7 separate regions of the Mus musculus genome follow, and all the other regions are linked to region 6. The links are chromatin contacts, called in public promoter capture Hi-C and targeted proximity ligation maps. All regions are on one chromosome and are shown on one strand. The core of a region is the stretch at or near the end of the contact, and the rest is flanking DNA. Distances in the headings are between cores, read along the strand shown.

Region 1 (2,723 bases), core at 129-2,628, 850 kb before region 6:
AATGTTGTATGAGGCATGGCTGGAATCTGGAACCAGTCTCTTTCTAGACTCTAGGGTTCTGCTTAGAGACAAATTATCCATTCCCACATTCTCTCAACAAAACCTATTTAACACCTACTATGTGTTACGAGGGGGGGCTCATTGGTGAGCTAAATGCACAGTCTACTTTCTAGCCTGGTTCAGCACGCCTAGGCAGCCTGGTCCTTCCCGCTCTAGCCCTTTCCTCCCGAATCTTTTCCTTCCCCAGCAGCCTCCCTGCACAGCCATCTGCTGAAACTCCGCTTGCCCTCTTGCCCAGGACACAAACAGCGAGCAGTCCTCAAAGATGGGATCCAGATTCTTTGGCACCTCTGTGCAACTCCCACCTGGGTTGGGGCACGTGGAGGTGGGGGGGAGTCCTTCTCTGAGACCCCCTATTCTTTGGGGTTTCCTTTGGAAAAGCTTAGGCCCTTGCTACGTGCACCCCAGGACTGGGGAAATGGTTCAGTAGTTTGCCAAAGAAGCATGAGAAGCAGAGCTCAGACTGTCAGGACCTACACAAAAGCCCTGCAGGTATGGCAGCCTCCTGAGATCCCAGCACTTAGGAGGCAGAGATGGGGACCTCCAGCGTAAGCTGGCGAGCTAAACTTGTGGAATCAGGAGCTCTAGATACAGTGAGAGACCCAACCTCGATAAATAACAGAGAACAATTGAATTGAAGAAGACTACTCTGACATCAGCTTCAAACTTACATACACACACACACAGACACACACACACACGCACAAATATACACACACATAGATACACACATTCATACATGTGCATATACACTACGCATACCATATGCTCACACACACACTTGCACACACATGCACACACATGCACATACTTTCTCTCACAAACATACACACACATGAATGAACACACACACACACATATTCACACACATACATATATACACATACACGCACACACACTACACACGGCACACCTGACATACCCCTCGATACACACACGCAAAAGAAGAGTCCATCAAGACTCTGTCCTCCTGCCTCTTAGTCACCACATTCCCAAGGACAACACAAACCTTGGAATGCAACCCCATGAGAGCTGGATTCTGTGGGAGGGGCAGCAGGGGCGCATTAATTCACTCTTCTAGCACCAGTTACTAGAGCATCTCTGGGAATGAGCTGTCTCTTTGTGTCCAGGAAAGAAGGCACAGCCTCTTTGTCTTTCTTGGAAGACCCTCAGGGATGCGTTCATTGGACATGGCCTCTGTGATTCTTAGGGTTCACTTTGGTTGGTGGGCTTATGGAAGGTAGCTTGGCTCCCCCACCCCAACAGCCCTGTAACAGCACCCCTGTTACAACAGCCTGGCTTCCTGGAGACCAAAACCACAAGCAGAAGGTAGAGGCGTGAGACACTCACAGGCTGGGCCTGTGTGTAGGAGAGAGAGTGCGCAGCACACAGGGCACTGAGAACAAGAACAGAAAGGGCACCACGGGTGAGACAAGCCATCGGTGGCACAACCGTCTCCCGGAACCAGGATGGCACTTCCTATGGGCAGGCGTGAGTAGCAGTGGAGACAGCACCAGACATGTGGCTCTTCCTTGGGATCGCTGGATTGCTGACAGCAGTTCTCTCAGGTAGATCTCTTCTGTCACCTCCTACAGCTCGTGCTAGGGGACCCGGGTTCTGTCTGCTTGGCCCCTTGCTAGCTGTTTCCTCATGGCCACCTTTGTAGAGCCTTTTAACCTAAGACCATCCTGGTGTGACAACAGCTTGGGGCTTGAGGTGACGCAGGGACCCCTTAAAGGGCCGGATGATGCTCTCATCATAAAAGGCCTCCTGGGAGTGAGGTGAACGAACCTCATGCCTGACTTGGGGCCTAGGTCTGAGGAAGGAGCTCCCCACGCATCCATAGGTGCAGGAAGCACCCGCTTCTCCCACCTTCTTACCATCTCACAGGAAGGAAGGAACGACTCCTTTGAGAGGGAGGACCAGCCAGCATCAGTATTTTCCATGTTAAGTCCCAGAGTGGGGTTCACCAGGACCAGAGACAGAATCCAGGGAGACCCAGGGGACTTCACTCTTAGTGACTTCGGTTCAACCTCTTGGATGAATTTGAGACACAAATGATCAAGAAGGCTTTTGAGTTCCTGAGCTGCTAAGTGCTGAAGTAGTCTTGCATAGTCTGGACTAGGGTTCTGGAGCAAAGGCCCAAGGTCGCCAGATACTTGATAGAGTGCACAGGCCAAGCTAGCAGAAACAGGCAATACACAGAGACTCAGGAATCCCTGTACATGGCAGGCATTCACATTTCAGGGTAGGAAGATGGTATAGAAACAGACTTAGGGTCTAAGGAGTTAGGTCTGCCTTACAGAAGGGGAGCCCAGGCAGAGGGATGGGGACATAAAGCTGGTCAGAGGTTATGAGCACTCGGGGAGTTCTGAAGTGTCTTCTTTCTGTCTGGATCTTCAGGCATTTCATCCAAGTCCCCTGGTGTTAATTGGCATGTGTTTTGCCCAGTAGAGGCCTGGGCTTTTGCTGTCCTTTCTTGACCAGCTGTTTCCAAAGCACTGGCTCTCGGAGCTCAGCCTCCTTCTACTCAGGCCGACGGCAAGGCCTTCTGCTTCTTCCTATCCATCAGTGCCACCACCTCTGCCTCTCTTAAGAGGCCTGACACAAGATCAGGCTTAAGTCCTAAAGGAAAAGGTCTGCTGACCGCTAAGACCGGGGCC
Region 2 (2,700 bases), core at 146-2,645, 520 kb before region 6:
TTGATATAACTTAAACCCCTGATCCTCCCGCCTTTACCTCCCACAGGCTGAGACTACAAGTGTGTGCTACAAAGCGGGTGGGATGGCTCAGCTGCTAAAGGTGTTTTCCACCAAGCCTTGGAACCTGAGGTCAATCTCTAGGATCCACAGGGTGGAAAGAGAGACCTGACTCCTCCAAGTGGTCCTCTGACCTCCTATGCATACTATAGCACTCACAAAATACAAGGCTGTGCTCCACACGCAGCTTGTTAGTATTTAATAAGGTTGGAGAGATGGCTCAGTGCCTACTGCTCTTGTGTTTGGTTTCCAGCACCTATGTTGTATAGATCACAATTTCCTGTAACTCAGCTCCAGAGGAGGCCAACCTCTAGCTTCAGTGTGCATCTGCGCTCACACACATACCCCACTCAGACCCATAATTAAATGTAATAAAAATCTGGATCAAGAAAGATGGCTCAGAGCACTTGGGAGGCAAAGGCAGACAGATTTCTGAGTTCAAGGCCAGCTTGGTCTACAGAGTTCTGGGACAGCCAGGGCTATACCGAGAAACCCTGTCTAAAAAAAACAAAAACAACAACAACAAAGAAAGATGGCTTAGTAGTTAAGAGTAATTGCTGAGGACCTAAGTTCAGCTTCCAGCACTCATCAGGCAGCTCCAGGGCATCTGACTTTCTCATCTGATGTTAGAGAGTACCTGCACAGGTGTGCACATGAGTGCGCACGCGTACACACACACACACACACACACACACCAAAATTTGTTTTAAACCTAAAAAAAAAAGGTGCCTATTGTAGTACCCTGGAACACACAGGGAAAAGAACCAAGCTGTTAGGAGCAGATGTTGGGGGAGGGAGAGAGAAGGGTGTGGCTCAGTGGTTGAGCATTTGCCTTAGTGCGCATGAAATCTTGCGTTCAATCCCCGTGACAGATCTATAAAGCTGAGAGCAGTTCTTTGGGAACTCGTGCTTAGAGTCCTAGAACTGTCACTGTGACCACATTTCTTCTCCAGCTTCTTCTCTTCTGTAGATGTGAAACCTGAACCCCCTAACCTTGTGCAGGGGGTAAGGACTAAAGGAATGAATGCAGGGGAAGTGCTCACCGTGGTACTTGGCACCCTAGTGACACAGTGGTAGCCATCCATAGTAAATGATTAAGTCTGACCGTGCACCAGATTGCTAAGAGTCCTATGTGGATCTTATTTAATCCTTGTTTTCCATTTCCCCCGGTTGGTAGGAAATAACAGGTTGGTAGGGTGGGTTGTTTGCTCAGAGTCACAGGCAGGAAGTGATAGGACTAGGGTCTGAAAGGAAGCAACGGCCCCGGAGCTACCACACTGCAGCATGGCTTATAAGCTCCTTTCTCCTCTTCATCTGCGGTCTGTGGGAAGGCTACTGACTGGTGATGACTCAGTGTAGCTGCCCTCCAGTGGCTCCCTGTAGGACTAACTGTGTTAGTCACTTCTTGTCAAGTGATGCCTGGCACTATTAAAAAGGAGGCAAGGTTTGTTTTAGCTCATGTTTTCAAAAGGTACAGCCCACAGCTGGCTGATTCTGTTACTTCAGGGCTGTGGAAGCAGAGCACCTGAGCAAAAGGCTACGGAGGGCCAACACCTCATCTCATAACGGCCAGGCAGTAGAGGGAAGCAGGAAGGAACAAGATGCATCCTGGTTATGTCCCCAGGACCTTTTTCCTCCTACTAGGCCCCACCTTTTTTCACTACCTCCAATTAATGCCATCATATAATAACTCCACAAGGAATGAAGTCAGAGTCCTCAGGAGCCCCCCAAACCCATCATCTGGCAATGGTGTCCCCCCAGTATATGAGCCTGTGGGGGACATTTTATATTCAAACTATAATGAGTAGCCTGGGGAGTTGATTTTCACAGAGAGATGGCCACAGCCTCAGCCACTGCAGACTTAATTACTTAAGCCCTCCAAGTAGGACACAGGCAGCCAAGCTCTCCCTGACAGTCTGAGCTCAGACTTCCTTTGGGCTTAGGAAGAGGGGAGCAGGAGGGAAGGATTAGTATTCCCGTCTTGCTTTGAGTGTTTCCTCCTCTCCTGAATAACAGAGACAAAACTGAATCTTACAGGGTTGTCCTGTCACCGGCTGGCTGTTTTTCTCAGAGTGGGGAAGGAGGTTGGTCGAGTGTTATCAGGAAGTACATAGGGACCTCACCCCAGGGTCCCCAGTTTGGCTTTCACCCCATCACAGCTCCTGCTCCAAGGCTGTGGCAGAAAAGCCAGCATTGGTCCTGAGGCTGGAGAGCCTAAGGCTAGCCTTCTTTTGAGCCAGACCCACGGTCCCTGACCCTTGATGCAAACCATCTCTCAGCAGAGTCATGCTGTGGGAGGTTTTAGTGGCTAGTGAATTAGATACTGCGCCTCCTGTCCAAGCAGAAACAGGATGAGTGATGCTCAGAAATGTAATTGGGAGGATAGACTGTAATGGTTTTCACTAGACGCTGGGGATGGAGAAGAATGTGCTTACTCTTTCCTTGAGGCTCCCACTGTTTGCCTCTGCGCCTTATTTCATTGATTCCCAAGCAGTGTGCTAGACTCAGTACCAGACACAGAAAAATCAATGAATGAGTTACAGCTCACACCCCAGGGAGCACTGGAGAAGGACAGCTGAGTAAAAGGCCTGCAAGACCTCATCCGTGGGCCTCAGCCACTGACCCCCAAAGGCAGCAGCAAGA
Region 3 (3,090 bases), core at 162-2,661, 850 kb after region 6:
AGTGGGAAAGCATAGAATACTGTGGAAGGAGGTGGACAGGCAACCAAGACTGGGTAATACCAGACCTGATGCTCTGGTTTCCAGAATCAAAGGCTGGTCCCTTCTCCAACATCTCTTTTGCATATGATCTTTCTTCAAGCAGAAATCTCTAATTATGTAGCAAATAAACACAATAAATGAAACCCACCCCAATGAGGACAAGACAAATCTACTCAAACCTTGCTAATGCAAAGGAACCAACCAGCCACTGGTTTTGGTAGAGACTCAGAAGCAGGCAAACGGGTAGGAAAGGGCTCTATGGGGAAACAGGCTGTGTCCTGTTTGGATGCTCTTGGCCTAGGGAAGCTAGGGATAGACTAACTAGAAAAGATGGCCCTTTGTGATGGTTAGGGGAATCAGATACAACTTTTCTCTAGTTGGTGGTAAGATGGAAACAAGAAAAAATATTAGGAAAATTGGCACTTACCCACCGGGTCCTGACCATTTGAAGCCATCTTTATTGAGGTTTATTGAGGTCTACAGAAGTAATGGTTGGGAAGTCTTACACAAGGTCAGCCCTTTTCATTAACATATGAGCCTGGGTTGCCCCACCTTAAAGAGAGAAGGACTTGCAAAATGAAAGTCTATCTTTGACACCAACTCATCTAGCCAATAAACAGTACAAAGCGATTGATAACGAAAATAAAATATTGCTTCAGTAAATTTAAAATTAGAAAACAAAGGTTGTGAGAAAAAAACAAACTCATAATTCAAGTAAAATTGCTTTACATAATAAAGCAGGGCATTCTTCCTAGGTGTCACTGCTACAGAAACCTGTAGATGTCACTGGCATCTGTTCTCCCTCTTTGACTATCAGAACAAAACTAGACTCTAGGATCCCTTTGGTGAATACGAAGTGTTTGGTCTTCTACCCCTGCCGCCACAACTGCTGGAAGCAAGGAAAGAAGAAATGTCAACAAAAAGAGGGCACTGAGAGATGAAAGGATTTAGAGCTGGCATCCCTAGACTTAGAGGAGGAGAGGAGCTGGGATTTCTGGGCTCTCAGAGTGTCTAATGAACAGAATCTGTCAAATTAGAGGCAGAGGTATACTTTATTTTCTTCTCTTCCGAAAGATTAAGATGGGGAACTTAAAGGGAAAAGGTTTTAATGTAGCATTCTAACTAGCAAGACTTAAGAGCATGCGATAATTTCAAGGCAAAGGAGACAAAGGGTCCCGCGTGCTACTAGGGAAGTAGAAAAGCAATGTTATTCTAGATCTGGAGTCCCGGAAGGCTGGTGCGCAGCGCTAGGGACCCCGGGGCTTTACGGTAACTCAGCAGCGCCCCGGGCCCCCACCCTCGTGCGCAAGCGCGGAACCGTTGCCTGCAGAGCGGTTGCAGGCGGAGCGGTTTGCTGCCTGGTGGCTTGGCCAGTTTGACATCATGGCGTGCGCCCGCGGCACCGTGGCGCCGCCAGTCCGAGGTATGGGAAAAGAAACAAGAACAAAAATGTAGGATTTACCAGAGACGAGGAGCTCAGGTCCGAAGGACGTGGGGAAGTCCAGTCCTCAGGGTACCCCGGACCCTAGGTGGAGTGAACTGGAACAGAGAGCACGGACCCCGGGAAACTGAGGCACAGAGAGATTCCTGGGAGGAGGGCTGGAGCTCTGATACATGCGACCTCAGTACTGGCGCCGAAATAGAGGCTGGTGTTCTCTGGGGAAACTGAGGCTGAGGGGTAGCGCTGTGGCACAAGCGCAGGCTCGGAGTCTTGACACCAGGCTTTCTGAGCCACAGATGCCCCTGCCAGGTCGGAGTGGGAGAGCATGGGGAGGAATGCTGGGAGGCTTGGGTCGCTTTGGGGTTTTGTAACAAAACTCTCACTGAGCGGGGGGGGGGGGGGGGGGGGGACGGACGACACTGAACGGAAACAACTTTGACGCTGCTGCTCACTTGAGTTGGTTCCCTTGGACCGGTACAAAATGACACTCGCCTCTTCCTGATGCCTAGCCTCCATCGATGTGAGTCTCGTGGTGGTAGTCCATGGTGGCGGAGCAAGCAACATCTCAGCCAACCGGAAAGAGCTGGTGCGCGAGGGCATCGCCAGAGCGGCAACCGAGGGCTACAAAATCCTCAAGGCGGGAGGGAGCGCGGTAGATGCTGTGGAAGGAGCCGTGACTGTCCTGGAAAACGACCCAGAGTTCAACGCAGGTAAATTATGCTTGCCAGGTGAATAATGCCAAATCGGAGCAAGTTCCTGTCCACACCGACGCGGTATCCTTCAGTCTGACTGGCTTTGTGGTCAAATAATACTCTAGAGCAAGATGCAGTGCTGAATTTCCTCATTTTGCACTAAGCAACTTGTTTTGAGAATTTTTTTTAAGTCTGTTAATTCGCCTTTTATATAGCCTGCCCCCTAAGAATTCAATACTAAAAGCCAGGCATCTTGTTGGAGAGCCCTCCATAGCCTGAAACCATCTTCAAGCCTCAGCCTTCCAAGTGCTGGCTTTACAGGTGTAGACTTTTGGTATTTGTGGGTCTTGAGGTAGACTCTACATACCATAAAATGTAGCCATTTCGGCTTTGAGACCTGTGTGTACATTCCCTCCCTCTACCCCTCTGCATCTGTGTGTTTTCTCTGCCTCCCCCAAATTAAGCTCAAAAATCTTGAAACAGATGCTGGGAGAATCTTTTATTATAATATCCGGTCCCTGCTAAACAGTAAAGTCACTAATCATCTTCTGACTAGAAAATTGACTCTGGATAGGTCTCTAGGTGGAGACTGATCATTTTACAGACCAAGCCCTAAGTGGGAATTTGAGATTTACAGCCCCTCTCATCTTCTAGAAAAGAAAAAGGGGCCCCCACAATGAAGCAATCCAAAAACTATCCCTGAATTTTGGGGATGGGAAAAACCTCCAAATTGGTGAGTATGGTCGTATGCCAGTCCCAGCTCCACAGCAAAAGTGGGCCCAATACCCAGCACCCTTCCAGACCCTGCCCGGTGTTTGTTCATCTCAGTGTTGAACTGCCTCCTTTATATGACACACTAGTAAGACATCTGAGTCTGTGAACTGCTCTAGAAAAGGAAGCCCTAGCAGGAGACTGGCT
Region 4 (2,739 bases), core at 95-2,594, 590 kb before region 6:
GCTCTCACTTGCACTGAGAGAGCAGTTTGTACTAAGACACCAGACATGCTCACCACTGCCGGGTCTCCTGTCCTTGCTTGGCTGAGCCCCATGCTCAAGGAGGGAGTCCACAGACTCTTTAGGCTGTTTGGGCTTGAAGCCTCTGTCACAACTATATTCATTCTTGGCTGGTGTAATATAAGAGTAGCCAGGAAGGGTATCTCAACAAATGAGCATGGCTGTGCCTCGTTAACACCACAGACACTGATGTCTAAGTTTTACATGATTTTCACATTTCACACAATATGATCCCTCTGCCCCAATAGTTTAAATATGTAAAAGCCACTCAGGGTTAGATGTATGGGGTGTAGTTTATCTACCTTGATTTAAGAAGTGTACCGAACCTCTATTTAATGTTTTCCTCAATTCACTGGCTAAAGGATTCTCATAGGCTGAGCTAAAACAGAATCAGTCCCTGGGTTAAGAAGTGAACCTTCCATTACTCTCAGGAAAAGGCTGTACTCCAAACACAGTTACTTTTAGAAGTTAGAGCTACAAACAAAAAGACCAAAGGGCAGAGTTAGTTGTTTCCTCCTCAAAGACGGAGGGACACTAAGAATTCTGGGGACCAGATTTAGAGTGCAAATCCTATAAACCTGCATCTTACAATTCAAAAGTACTGCAGCGCCGGGATCCAAAGAAGAGTAACTCGGTCAGGCAAATGGCAAGCCTGGTACAGGCACCCAGTTCCTGTGTTCAGTTCCCAGAACTCATTTCCAAAGGCAGCCCCTCCAAACGGCAGGACTCAGGAGTGAGTGACAAATAATATTCCACTCAGGAGTGTGAATAAAGTCCACCTTAGCACAAGTGCTCACAGACCGGTCCTTCGTCCTTCGGACAGTCAGATTTACTCCAGGTGCAAGGGGGGTATGACGGTGACTCCTTTAGTCAGGTTGGTTCTAGCAAGTCTTAGATGAGACGCCTTTTGAAAAGCGTGAGAGCCTCTACGAACACCACCTGCGGTATGGAAGGGGCACGGAAAAGTGTCCAATTCTTACGAGGAAAAATAGGCTGAACGCCGAGGTAAGACAGAGCGAAGCAAGGAAGCGGCGGAACCACCACTGGAACCCATAACCCGGCTCTCCCAGCCCGGGTTCTATCCCACCCTTAGCCACACAGTGGGACACCTTGGGGGCAGGTCTCTGGGACCCGCCGGTCAGCGAGAGCTGCCACTCCCTAGGCTCCTCTTGAACCTCGGAGAACTGACTTTCCAGCAAGTCTGCAGACCACGGCATCCGCTACAGAGGGCGCTAAGTGAGATTTTTATAGGCTCGGCCACTTCCGGGGGTGAGCTGGGGCGTCTGGGAAATGGGGTTTGCAAGCTAAGGGGCGCGTTCCTGAGCGGTCCGATTCCTAGGAGCGCTGCGTCCTATCAGCCTTGTCTCTAACCACAGACCCCGTCCAGAGACAGGTGAAATGCTGGGGTTAACAACCTCACGCTAGGGTCGGCCCTCAGCGAGGCAAGATAGAAGAACCGGTCACAGGGAGAGCCTGAGAAAGCAAAGACCCTAACATGGCGGGCAATTAGCAATCTACTTCCGGAATTTAAAGCCAGCTTCCGGAAGCCGAGCGAGTGTTCCCATGACAACCGACGTCGGTTCCTTGAGGTGCGTGTAGATGCTGGGGATCATAGAGTGGCTGGAAGTCAGAATTTTGTGTTGCTATTGCTTTTGCTATGAGTCTTTTGCCGAGGCCTTTCGGTCTGTGAGCGGATTGGGACTGGTGAGGAAAACCGTGTTAAACTGGAGGGTGCTCGACCGCGTAGCCAGAGCGAGGGGCGTTTCTGCCTAACGGATGCCCTTGGTAGAGCCTTACCAAGTGGTGCGTTTGACTCTACTCATTTGCGAGCTGGAGGAAATGACTCTATTTATGCGTCCTTGCCTATAGCCAGGGGATAATTCTTTCCTACCTTGCAGATTGTTATGAGGATTAAAGTAAATTCTCTTGGTTAACAAGATTATCATGGCGCTGGTACCTAGAGAGATATTGTGTGAAAACTCAAGCCCAGAGAAGTTACATTCATATATTTAAAGAGAGAGAGAGAGAGAGAGAGAGAGAGAGAGAGAGAAAGAAAAGAAAAGAAAACCACGGGGCTTTTCCACCGCGGAAGGTGGACGGGTTCCGGACCCCTCAGAACCTTTGCAAAATGAGGGTTATATGCACTAAAATGGCTGCTTTTCAAGTCCAGGGATCAAGTAAAGTTATAAATATGCTCCCCTCACTTGCTGCCTCAGTGTTTCTGTCATAACCTTTATAAAGTTCCTCTAGGAGAGTACTTTGTCTTCTCAACTCCTTCTGTATGTGACACTGTCCATTTCTATGAGGACATATTTCTCACCTACTTAGATAGCACTCTATAAATTATGAAATAGGCTGGTTGTATAGTGCCTCTTAGAATACCACTCTGCCACCTACCAGCTGTGGAATCTTGGTCTAATTAGTTACCTTTGCTGAGCCTCAGTTTTCTCATCTAGGAATTGAGGGAAATAAGAATTGATTTTCTACCTTATGAGGTTATTATAAGATTTTAATAACATCTGTGATTGAAACAGTTCCTAGAGTGTTGCATGAAATATATAAGGGTTTTATTTACTACCATTACTACTATTATGTGACCAGGCTGTCACTGCTCTGTAGTAACCCTAAATATTCTTGGTTAGAGTTGTGTATTTGTCAGGTGTGGGTAAATTCCTGTAGAAC
Region 5 (2,880 bases), core at 101-2,600, 710 kb before region 6:
ACTACTGCTTGGCAAAACAGCAACAGAAAACAGCCCCACTGAAGCACTCCATCATGTTTTCTACTTAATGGAAATTACAAAGGCACTGGGCCAGATTTCCAAGACAATCTTACGAAAAAGGCTTTTTTTTTTTTCTGGGCACTATGACTGCCAAGAACAAAGACTCATTTCAGAGTCCACCATTTCACCCAGCAGCCCTCAGTTCCACAATCCCCAGATCAGGGCCCTCCCTGGGCCCCAAGCAAAGAAGAGTCTTTCCCTTCTAAGTCCCTCTATCACCACCATTTCTAGCTGCAGGACTGACAGTCACTGAATGTGGAGTGGCACGCTATTGGTAGAGACACCTGGAAAATATGCAGGGAGCGATGAAGGAGCCCTGGTATCCGTGAAGTTTCTTGGCTCAAGGTGGCTAGCCCAAATCTGATTGACAAGGTATAGGCTGGACTCAAGAAATGTGACCCTGATGATAGTCCACTCTACCAGTAACTCAAACACATCTCTGGGAATGTCTTGGCCCACCAAAAAAAAGTGAAAGAACACCCCTAAACGGCTGTGAGGGGAGAAACAAAGCAGAACCAGGCACATGCTGGGACCATACACCTGGAAGGCCCAGAAGTAAGGATGGCTCAGCCATGCTGGACAGTTCAAGTCGGGGTCCAGAAGAAAGGGGAAGAACCCTTACCTATTGCTAACCTGGGGAATGATACAGGCCAGCAAGACAAAGGCCAGAGTCCCTCTAACTCCACTATATCGCAGGGGCAAGTCAGAATACACACAGGCCTCAGTTTCCCAATCCGTACAAGGGGCAAAGAGGCTCTTAATGACACAAAGGCCACAAGGTACTCCTACAGAGGGTGAAGGGTTGCGTGGCGTTAGCGGATAGGTGGGAGGGGGCGGGGCTGAGGCGACCGGCGAGGACAGCCTCCCACCGTCCATCCCTCCCACCCCACTGCAGGGGCGCAGGCCCGCGGGGAGTCACGCGCCCATCGCGCCCAATCGCCGGCTTCGGCCAGGAAACCCATCTCTGAGTTCGCCGGCAACGCCCCCGGCACGGTAGGCCGCTGCCCGCCGCCGCCCGAGACCTTCCCCAGCGGCGCTCACCTACCGGGGCCGCCGCTACCGCGGGCAATCAGCCGCTGCCCGCACTTCCGGGATCCACGAGCCCCGCCTCTACCGGATGTGACTTACTCCCGCGTCCAGCTGAGAACGAGCCGCACTGCCCCTCCGCCGCGCCCCGAGTGTCCTGCCTTGTAGGCCTAGGGGTGGCCACGATACCTGCACTCAGACGCTGGTGGCTTCAGGCGCCACACCCGCGGAAGGCCACTCGGCCCCGCCCGCGCGGGGGAAGGCACCACCCCTAGCCCCGCCCCCGCCGTAGGACTCCGCCCATTGCGAGTACGCCTGCGCAGACTTGCAGGCGTCCCTTCGTTTGCTCTGAATATCCTGAGACAAGCGTGGAACTTCCAAAGGGAGGCTCCAGATGGGCTCTTATTGCACCACGGTATCCCCGGCCTGCTGCGCACACTCCTTTTTATAGTTTGGCCTCAGGACTAGAATGGCTGCGGTCCTGAGTCCCCTTCAGACACTGCTAACAGCTCTGAGCTTTCCTAAAAAATCACCCTTTGTCAGGACCGTAGATTGCTCTTACTCGTCTGTAGATGAGTGTGTAAGCGTCAGACTTGATCCATCCTCACTCGCCCAGAGTGACAAGCCTCAGGAAGGGATGGAAACAAACCAGCCCTGAGAGGTGAACGCCATTCCACTTTGGCTGCAGTGGTTAGATTAGCTTCCAGCCTAAGAAAACCCTGCCACCCTTTGTTATACATTAGAACTTTTGTTGCTAGTGGCAGAGACCAGCACAAATTGGCCTCTTCAAAATGGTAATTGCTGGGTCATACAACGAGAAGTCCAAAGGCCCTAAGTGATACCAGGCTCAGTGTCAGAGGCCTCCACCTTCACTTGACTCTGACTTCTGTCCACCCAAAATGGATCTCACCTCAAAGAGAAGGAGAGAGCCAAGAAAGAGTGACCATGACATGGGACACAGGTTCAGGTTGCCTTAAATAACATGTTCCAATGTAAAAGTGCTTTTGTGAAGTCTGTACAGTAACAGAATAAGGCTACCCCAAGGCATTTTACAAATACATTGCTGGGACCATCAGGCCAGTGGGTAATGAGAAATTAGGGAAAATCTCTGTTTGGGTCTGAGGTGCTATTTGATTACATTTTAGCTTTGGGGTCTGCTGAGTTAGTGCATCCCAAAAGGTTTACCCGATAATCACATTGATATGAGGTAAGGCACAGAAGTGAGCAACATTTATTAAGGAGAATAACAATAATTATCAGTTAATTGGACCCTGTAACATCCCAGCTTTCCACAATCAAGAAGTTCTAATCAGTCAACAGAGTTGCAATTTTATTTATTTATTTATTTATTTATTTTTGAGGGGGGACTTCCATCTTGTAAGTTTCTCTTTTGGGTCATCGAATTTCATCAAGATCTCCCACTTTTTCTATTTCATATTCTAGATCTAAAATGATCATCATTGTCCCCATTGGTCAGAACTCCCTCCCCTTTACTACCTCATGGGGTCCCTGGGTACTCAGGTCTCAAGTCCCCTGTGCTGTCCTAGAACTCTCAAAGTAGTCAAGAGTAAGCTCTCACCTCTACCTGGCAAGTGCACAGTGTTATGCTGTGCTGGAGACACAACCCAGGCCCTGCACACACACACTCTCCCCTACCTCTAGCACAGCTACTACAAAAGGAATCAGGACAGACGACAGCTGTGCCTGCAGGTGACTTGCTTGAGGTGCTACCTTTGGGGGCCACCCAACATGATAGGGGTTCAATGCTGTTTGTTTTGCAAATACTTCATTTTG
Region 6 (2,938 bases), core at 439-2,938:
ACTTACCTTTATATCCTGCAGGAAGATTCGGCCACCTCGCTGGTTCTGCAGCTTCATCAGTTTCTCGGCATGCTCCCTCTCCTCATGAGATTGGTGGAGAAAGTATTTGGCAAAGTTCTTCAGAGCCACATCATCTCGGTCAAAATAACAAGACTGAAAGTGGAAAGGGTACATGTTACTGATCTCCACTGCAAGGCACCGCAATGGCTGTATGCAAAGGCTGTGAGCCATCCTACTCGGCCTTTTAAAAGTTCAGTAAGGATGGGAAGGCAAACCTTGGGACTTGGCTTTATCAAGTGTTCTACGGCTCGGTATTAGTGCAGAGAAAAAAATTTAAGCCAAGCCCAAATCTACTTGTCTAAGAGGTAGGGTGCTAGAGTATCCTGCATTGGGAGGCCATTTTTCTCCTCCTTCACCAATCATGTAAAAAGTAGCTAACACAAGGTCACAAGGCTTCCAGCTCTACAAACAACCACTGATTTATAAAATTAATGCATCATGCCCTGTTAACAATTGAGGGCATTGCATTTTAGCACAAATATATTAGGAGAAGCTTTGATTTTCAGTTTTAAGCACTCAGTGTATTCATATTCCAGGAATGACAGCCACAGAAGTTGGACCTGTTTCAAAGTCCAGGCCTTCCCCAAACCTGTTTTTCAGAAACTATTACATGGAAAACTTCCTTGTCCAGCAATTGATAGCAGGCTTTTCCCAACAAGTATGTACCTACCACTTGTTAGTAAGCCACACTCATGCAAAATAAGAAAAATACAGTAACATGATGCCTTGTAAATGCAAGGTCGGGGTGACACTGATAACTACAGAAGGGGAGATTCCTAGCGATAAGTTTCAATGCAAGTGAGGCTCTGTGATAAGCAGAGAGGTGGAGGCGGCTGCTTTGAAGGGGACAAGAGTAAGCTCACAAGAGATAAGCCTCTTTACACCAGGCCCCAAGGCTGCCACTCGACACCATGACCAAGCAGACCCGCCATACTCCAGGAGGAACTGGAGCAGGATGCATAACCAAACAGAGAAGCTTGTAGGCCACGTGATCGGAGGGGACGAGCGTGCAGAAAATGCACCTAACTGCAGGGTTGATTGGCCAGGCTGACAGTCGTACTGCCCTAAGGCTTCAAAAAAAAGTGGTGTAATGACATGCCTGATCTATGCAGGAGCCACAAGGTGCTATGTGCTCAGACTTGCCACGGCAGGGCTGCCTGCCTTAGGAAAGAACCCCGAACAAACTCCATTTTCCAGAAGGGCGCTGGAAGGCGGGGAAGCCCGCAGCAGGCCACGCCCCGACCCACCCTCCGCCGGCTCCCCAAGTGGCCCTGAGGAGGCCGCACTCACCATAGACAGATAGACGTAGGAGGCATACAACTCCAGGTTGATCTGGCGGTTGATGGCAGCCTCCGCGTCCTGGTGGTAGTTCTGGCGCACTTGCGAGGGAGACGCGGTGGTCATGGTGGCGGCGGGGCGAGGCGCGGTGGCGACGCTGGAGCGGCGGAACGACGAAGTTGCAAAGGGCTCAGGCTCGAAGCGGCCGGCGGGGGTCGGAGGGGTCGAGCACCGGGTTCCGTTCAAGCACTGTTGAAGCAGGAAACCGCGGCGACTCTGGGCGAGAACGTCTGGCGCAGGAGGGGACAGCGGGCCGCACTTATAGCGGGATCCTGCGTCAGGCGAGCGCTGGCCAATCAGCGCAGCGGGCCGCGCCGCCCCGCCTCTTCCTGTGGGCGTGTTGCCCAAACCCGCAGGGCGCGGGCGGGGAGGAGCCTGTGTGAGTGTGAGGCGACGCAAGGGGCTCTGAGCTTCTGCAAGAGCGGTGCCTGGCAACAAGCGCGCTGTTTCTGTGGCCCGGGGCGGGCGTAGTTGGATCTAGCCGTACTGCAGAGGCATCTGGGTCCCAGATGGGCACAGAGGGTACCGATGAGGATGATTTTCAATTCTCACAGGATATCCCTAAACTCTAGGCAAAGTGCGTGTTGTTAGTCGTGACATACACCAGACAGCGACTTCGTCTTACAAATAGGAAAATGGAAGCGTGGCGCTGTAAATGGCGAACGACATATAAGTTGGACTGGGAAAGAGCGGCTTTCCCTCCTTCAGAATCTGTGGAGAGAAGCTCAGAGGAGGAGTAGGGGAACTATTGGCGAGGAGGTTAGGGTCTACCCTGTTCTTCTGACTCAAGCAACCCCGGCTTTTTGCTAAGGCAAACATGGCTCTGAGAACAGTTGAAAAAACAAAGGCTAAGAAGGCGCATTTCTCCTTAGAGCAGGACAACAGCCGTCTGTCTATAGGGCAATCCTGGGGCCAAACCATTTAGGTTTCTGAGAAAGCCCCTGGTGATGCTTGAAATTAAGAGACGTCTCTGGATTAGAAAAGTAAAGAAGTGACCTACGTGTGTCTGTTTCAAAATGGTCTCCTTTATCTTTCTCAGTAACCTTTGGGTTTGTCCTTGGAGTGAAGTTGATGCTTGCAGAATGGCAGGTGACAGGTGCAGGAAACTGCAGAGGGACAAGCCAACTGTGTCTATCTTGTAGCTGTGGCCCAGCTTCAAAATGGGTGCGAATTCTTGGATAGCAAGCAGAACTAGAGATTAGCCACTGCGTCTTGCTAGGCCCTGCCATCCACATCCACTTGTGCTCAGCCTTGTCTAGTCTTTAACACAGGTGGAGAACCAGCAGATGCTGTTCATATTCTCAAAACTGGAAGTTGGACTTCGATTTTGTTGTTATTGTTTTGAAGCAAGATTGACAAAGTTACTGGATCAGTAACCCAGACTGGCCAGGGACTCTCTGTGTAAGCCAGGCTGGTTCGTCAGAGAGCTGGGATTATAACCCTCTTCCCCCCTTTTAAGGTACGTCTACTGAAATACATTACTAGTACTTAGTCTTTTAAAACTACACGTTATATATGTTCTTTTCAGGAAAGATTTCAG
Region 7 (2,834 bases), core at 112-2,611, 540 kb before region 6:
CATACGAATGGATGCCCAGAGACTTCTCAAAAAGGACAGTCAAGCTATTTAAAAAGACTGAAACACTTGGAGTGGCACTGGAATTCCACCTTTAAAGCAGTTGGTATACTGTGGCTTTTAAAGTAATTTCATGGTACACCATTGGGAGGGGACCAAGCAGGGGGAGGGACCAACATGCTCGAGCCACAAGTTGAGAGAACAGCAAAGTAACAAGCATCGAAATTATCTCCGCAGTACTACAACAAATGTAATTTTCATTTTTAATTATGGTTAGTCATTCAACTTTGAAATGACTTGGGGAAAGAATTCCACAGGCTGATTCACCATACTATTACACTTGGGTTTTTATTTGCTCTTAAAGCAAGCCCTTTAAAATTGAAGCCTGGAGGTTCAAATTAACCTAAAGAGGAATGGTCAGTCGTCTTCAAAGCCACCGCTAGGGGGAAACGCTTCGATATTACAGGGAATTATTTTGAGCTGAGAGAGAAACCACTGCCAGTAGATTGATGGAAGAAACCCCAAAACTGCTGCTAATTCCTCTCACCTGATTGAACTCTTCATCAGCGTATATATCAATCAAATCCACTCCTTCTGACATGGCTCCGGAAATACGCTCTCGAGCCCGGAGAACCGACAAAGTAAGAAAGATGCCACTACGGTATTCAGAAAAGGGTAAAAAATTTTAAGGCACAAGGGTCCCAGGCTGGGAGGAGGGCAAGGGTCAACAAGCTCTAGTCTCCCAAGACGCAGCATCCCGGCGGCCGGGAGCCTGGCCCCACCCGCTCTGCCCCGCCCCCAGCCTCGCGCCGCCCCCAGCTCTCCCAGGCCGCTCGGGCTCGCGGAGCTCGCTGCCCATCACCCGCGGGCCCGACCCGAGGTGCTCCGAGTCGGCGCCCGTAGTTGCCTATGGCGCCACCGCCAAGTCCGGGCCTCGACTCCTGAGAGGGCCCTCAGGCCGCGCTGTGAACCACCGCGGCGAACGCCGCAAGCTCAGCCCGTCGCACCTGCTAGGCCCAGGGGGCGTCCCAAGCCGGAGCCCCCGCGGGCCCGGAAGCTCCCGCCGCCTCCACACCAACGGGGCCCTGTCCTCGCCCTAGGCTAGGCCTGCCCTGCTCCCTCCCACAGCTCCAGGACCTCAGCCCCTCCCTCAGAGGCCCGCGCTTCCCTCCACCCGCTGTCTTCCGCCGCCGCCACCCCAACCGACCCCCTCCCTTCCGCGGCGCCGGCCCCCGCCCTCCTTCCGGCCCCGCCGGCCCCGGGCCGCGCGCCCCCGTTACCGGGAATATGGCGGCGGCCGCGGAGAGTCCCGACTAGGCCCGAAGCGCGCGAACCGCTCTCCGCCCCAGGTCCCGCCCCCCCCCCACCGGCGGCGTCACACGCACCGCTACTTCCGCCATACGCTCGGTTGCGCCTTCCGGCTTGGGGTCCACCTCCGCTGAAGTCCTCAGATCGACCGCCCGGAATTCCCGGAAGTGGCCCGGTTGCCAGCTTACTGTGCTATAAGAGAGAGATGGCGGTGGTCACCTTGATCCCGACGCTGGCGCGGGTGAGAGAGCCGGGTTCGGGGCGGGCTGCAGCTAAGACTGTTTCGTCCTCCTCTGTGCCGTGGAGACTGTAGGGAGAGTTCACCTACCCCACAGACCAGGGAATGGTCCCCTCAAGGCGAGGCGCAGGCTGGAGCCGATCATGCAGGGAATTTTCCATTCTTTCCTGAGCCCACGGTGTGCTCGAGTGAGAATACTGGGTAATATGTGGTTAGGTGGCCAGTCACCGTGTGAGACTCAACGCATACCAGGAACAGTTACCGAACCTCCCCCGAAAGCCTCCTAGCTTTTCTTGAGCTTCTTCCCCCGTCTCCCTTTTAAAAGCCGGTTTTAATTTGTTACTCAGGCTGGCCTCAAATTCGTAATTCTCCTGTCTCATCTTGGTTTTAAATGTTTGAGAATTTTCCGTTTTTATTCCAGTAGTGTTGAAAGCTAGTTGGTATGGTTTATCTTAAACTTATCAAGACATGTTTTTTGACAACTTGTGATCTCCTGGGCATAATTATCTGTACATTTGAGAGGAATGTATGATCTCTTGTGTGGAATGCCTGTATATCTCAGTTAAATATTCTTAAATTAGTATTGTTCTGGTTGTCTAGTATTGATTCCGACATCTATATATTCTATTCCTTATTAAAATGTGGCATTAAAATCTGTTGTGTTCCCCCACCAGTTCTGTCAAGTGTCTCTTCCATATATTTGAGTGCTCTATTAGATCCACATATATTTATGATTATTATACTTTACTGCTAACTCCTTAATACTATGTAATATTCTTTATATCACATATGACAATTTTGTTGTTTGTGCTAAGCACCAAACCCAGAGCCTTGCCTGCTAGGCAATCGCATTTTCTTTTCTTATTCTTTTTTTTAGACTAAAAAAGTATGTACATGTGTTTATCTGCCTTTGTGAGTTTATGCATACTATGTGTGTAGGTGCCCATGAAGGCCAGAGGAGGGTGTTTTAAGTGTGTCGGTGTTTCTGCAATGCTGTAGTTTTGTTAACACTCTTTTAAGTTGTTCAGTGTTCCCTCCTCCTTCCTTGCTACCCTGTTTTTTAGGTACTAAAACTCCTCAGCTTCATAGTAGTTCTGATCTAGCCTCTCAAGTGCGTGGATTACAGTCATGAGGCACCATGACCAGCTGGTTGCTCTGCTCTCTTATTCTCAGTGGCTACTGGACTTCTTAGAGTATGCTGGTTAGTGTTGCAAGTTGTTCAAAACAGAAACCAACCAGTCCCTTCGGCAATGCCAACCCCCATGTTCTAGAACATTAACCATACATTCAA

What was found. Promoter capture Hi-C pulls out the DNA fragments that hold promoters and counts their contacts.
Region 1: a promoter capture Hi-C map of neutrophils shows a contact between it and region 6, with 3 times the contacts expected there.
Region 2: a targeted proximity ligation map of pancreatic cancer cells shows a contact between it and region 6. A contact is called at or near these places in 1 of 39 promoter capture datasets (cranial neural crest), 2 of 484 Hi-C or Micro-C datasets (B cells and cardiomyocytes), 1 of 130 datasets of targeted methods (pancreatic cancer cells) and 1 of 9 other capture datasets (embryonic stem cells).
Region 3: a contact with region 6 is called in a targeted proximity ligation map of pro-B cells, with 3 times the contacts expected there. A contact is called at or near these places in 7 of 39 promoter capture datasets (the 3T3-L1 cell line, the C10 cell line, cranial neural crest and 3 more), 1 of 484 Hi-C or Micro-C datasets (cardiomyocytes), 6 of 130 datasets of targeted methods (the 230-238 cell line, astrocytes, bone marrow-derived dendritic cells and 3 more) and 3 of 9 other capture datasets (adipose tissue, embryonic stem cells and liver).
Region 4: a contact with region 6 is called in a promoter capture Hi-C map of erythroid cells, with 2.0 times the contacts expected there. A contact is called at or near these places in 3 of 39 promoter capture datasets (cranial neural crest, erythroid cells and pre-B cells) and 1 of 130 datasets of targeted methods (pancreatic cancer cells).
Region 5: a promoter capture Hi-C map of pre-B cells shows a contact between it and region 6, with 2.7 times the contacts expected there. A contact is called at or near these places in 3 of 39 promoter capture datasets (cranial neural crest, neutrophils and pre-B cells) and 1 of 130 datasets of targeted methods (pancreatic cancer cells).
Region 7: a targeted proximity ligation map of effector CD8 T cells shows a contact between it and region 6, with 10 read pairs. A contact is called at or near these places in 2 of 484 Hi-C or Micro-C datasets (embryonic stem cells and uterus) and 3 of 130 datasets of targeted methods (effector CD8 T cells, memory CD8 T cells and pancreatic cancer cells).

What each region holds. Positions count from the first base shown.
Region 1 is chr19:10,828,713-10,831,435 of GRCm38.p6, reverse strand. It overlaps Cd6 (CD6 antigen), which reads left to right and starts at 1,378. Exons shown (of 13, transcript NM_009852.3): 1 at 1,378-1,628. The coding sequence starts at 1,580.
Region 2 is chr19:10,496,411-10,499,110 of GRCm38.p6, reverse strand. No RefSeq gene overlaps it. Among named protein-coding and RNA genes, the nearest start is that of Ppp1r32, 15 kb to the right of the region's middle.
Region 3 is chr19:9,133,887-9,136,976 of GRCm38.p6, reverse strand. It overlaps Asrgl1 (asparaginase like 1), which reads left to right and starts at 1,411. Exons shown (of 7, transcript NM_025610.3): 1 at 1,411-1,462; 2 at 1,990-2,190. The coding sequence starts at 1,423.
Region 4 is chr19:10,575,991-10,578,729 of GRCm38.p6, reverse strand. It overlaps Tmem138 (transmembrane protein 138), which reads left to right and starts at 1,344. Exons shown (of 5, transcript NM_028411.4): 1 at 1,344-1,646. It overlaps Cyb561a3 (cytochrome b561 family, member A3), which reads right to left and starts at 1,573. Exons shown (of 8, transcript NM_201351.2): 1 at 647-1,573.
Region 5 is chr19:10,687,205-10,690,084 of GRCm38.p6, reverse strand. It overlaps Vps37c (vacuolar protein sorting 37C), which reads right to left and starts at 1,350. Exons shown (of 5, transcript NM_181403.3): 1 at 1,106-1,350.
Region 6 is chr19:9,981,396-9,984,333 of GRCm38.p6, reverse strand. Fth1 (ferritin heavy polypeptide 1) reads right to left here and starts at 1,688. Exons shown (of 4, transcript NM_010239.2): 1 at 1,351-1,688; 2 at 7-153. The coding sequence starts at 1,464.
Region 7 is chr19:10,523,771-10,526,604 of GRCm38.p6, reverse strand. It overlaps Cpsf7 (cleavage and polyadenylation specific factor 7), which reads right to left and starts at 1,361. Exons shown (of 10, transcript NM_172302.3): 1 at 1,278-1,361; 2 at 545-653. The coding sequence starts at 598. Sdhaf2 (succinate dehydrogenase complex assembly factor 2) reads left to right here and starts at 1,396. Exons shown (of 4, transcript NM_025333.4): 1 at 1,396-1,546. The coding sequence starts at 1,511.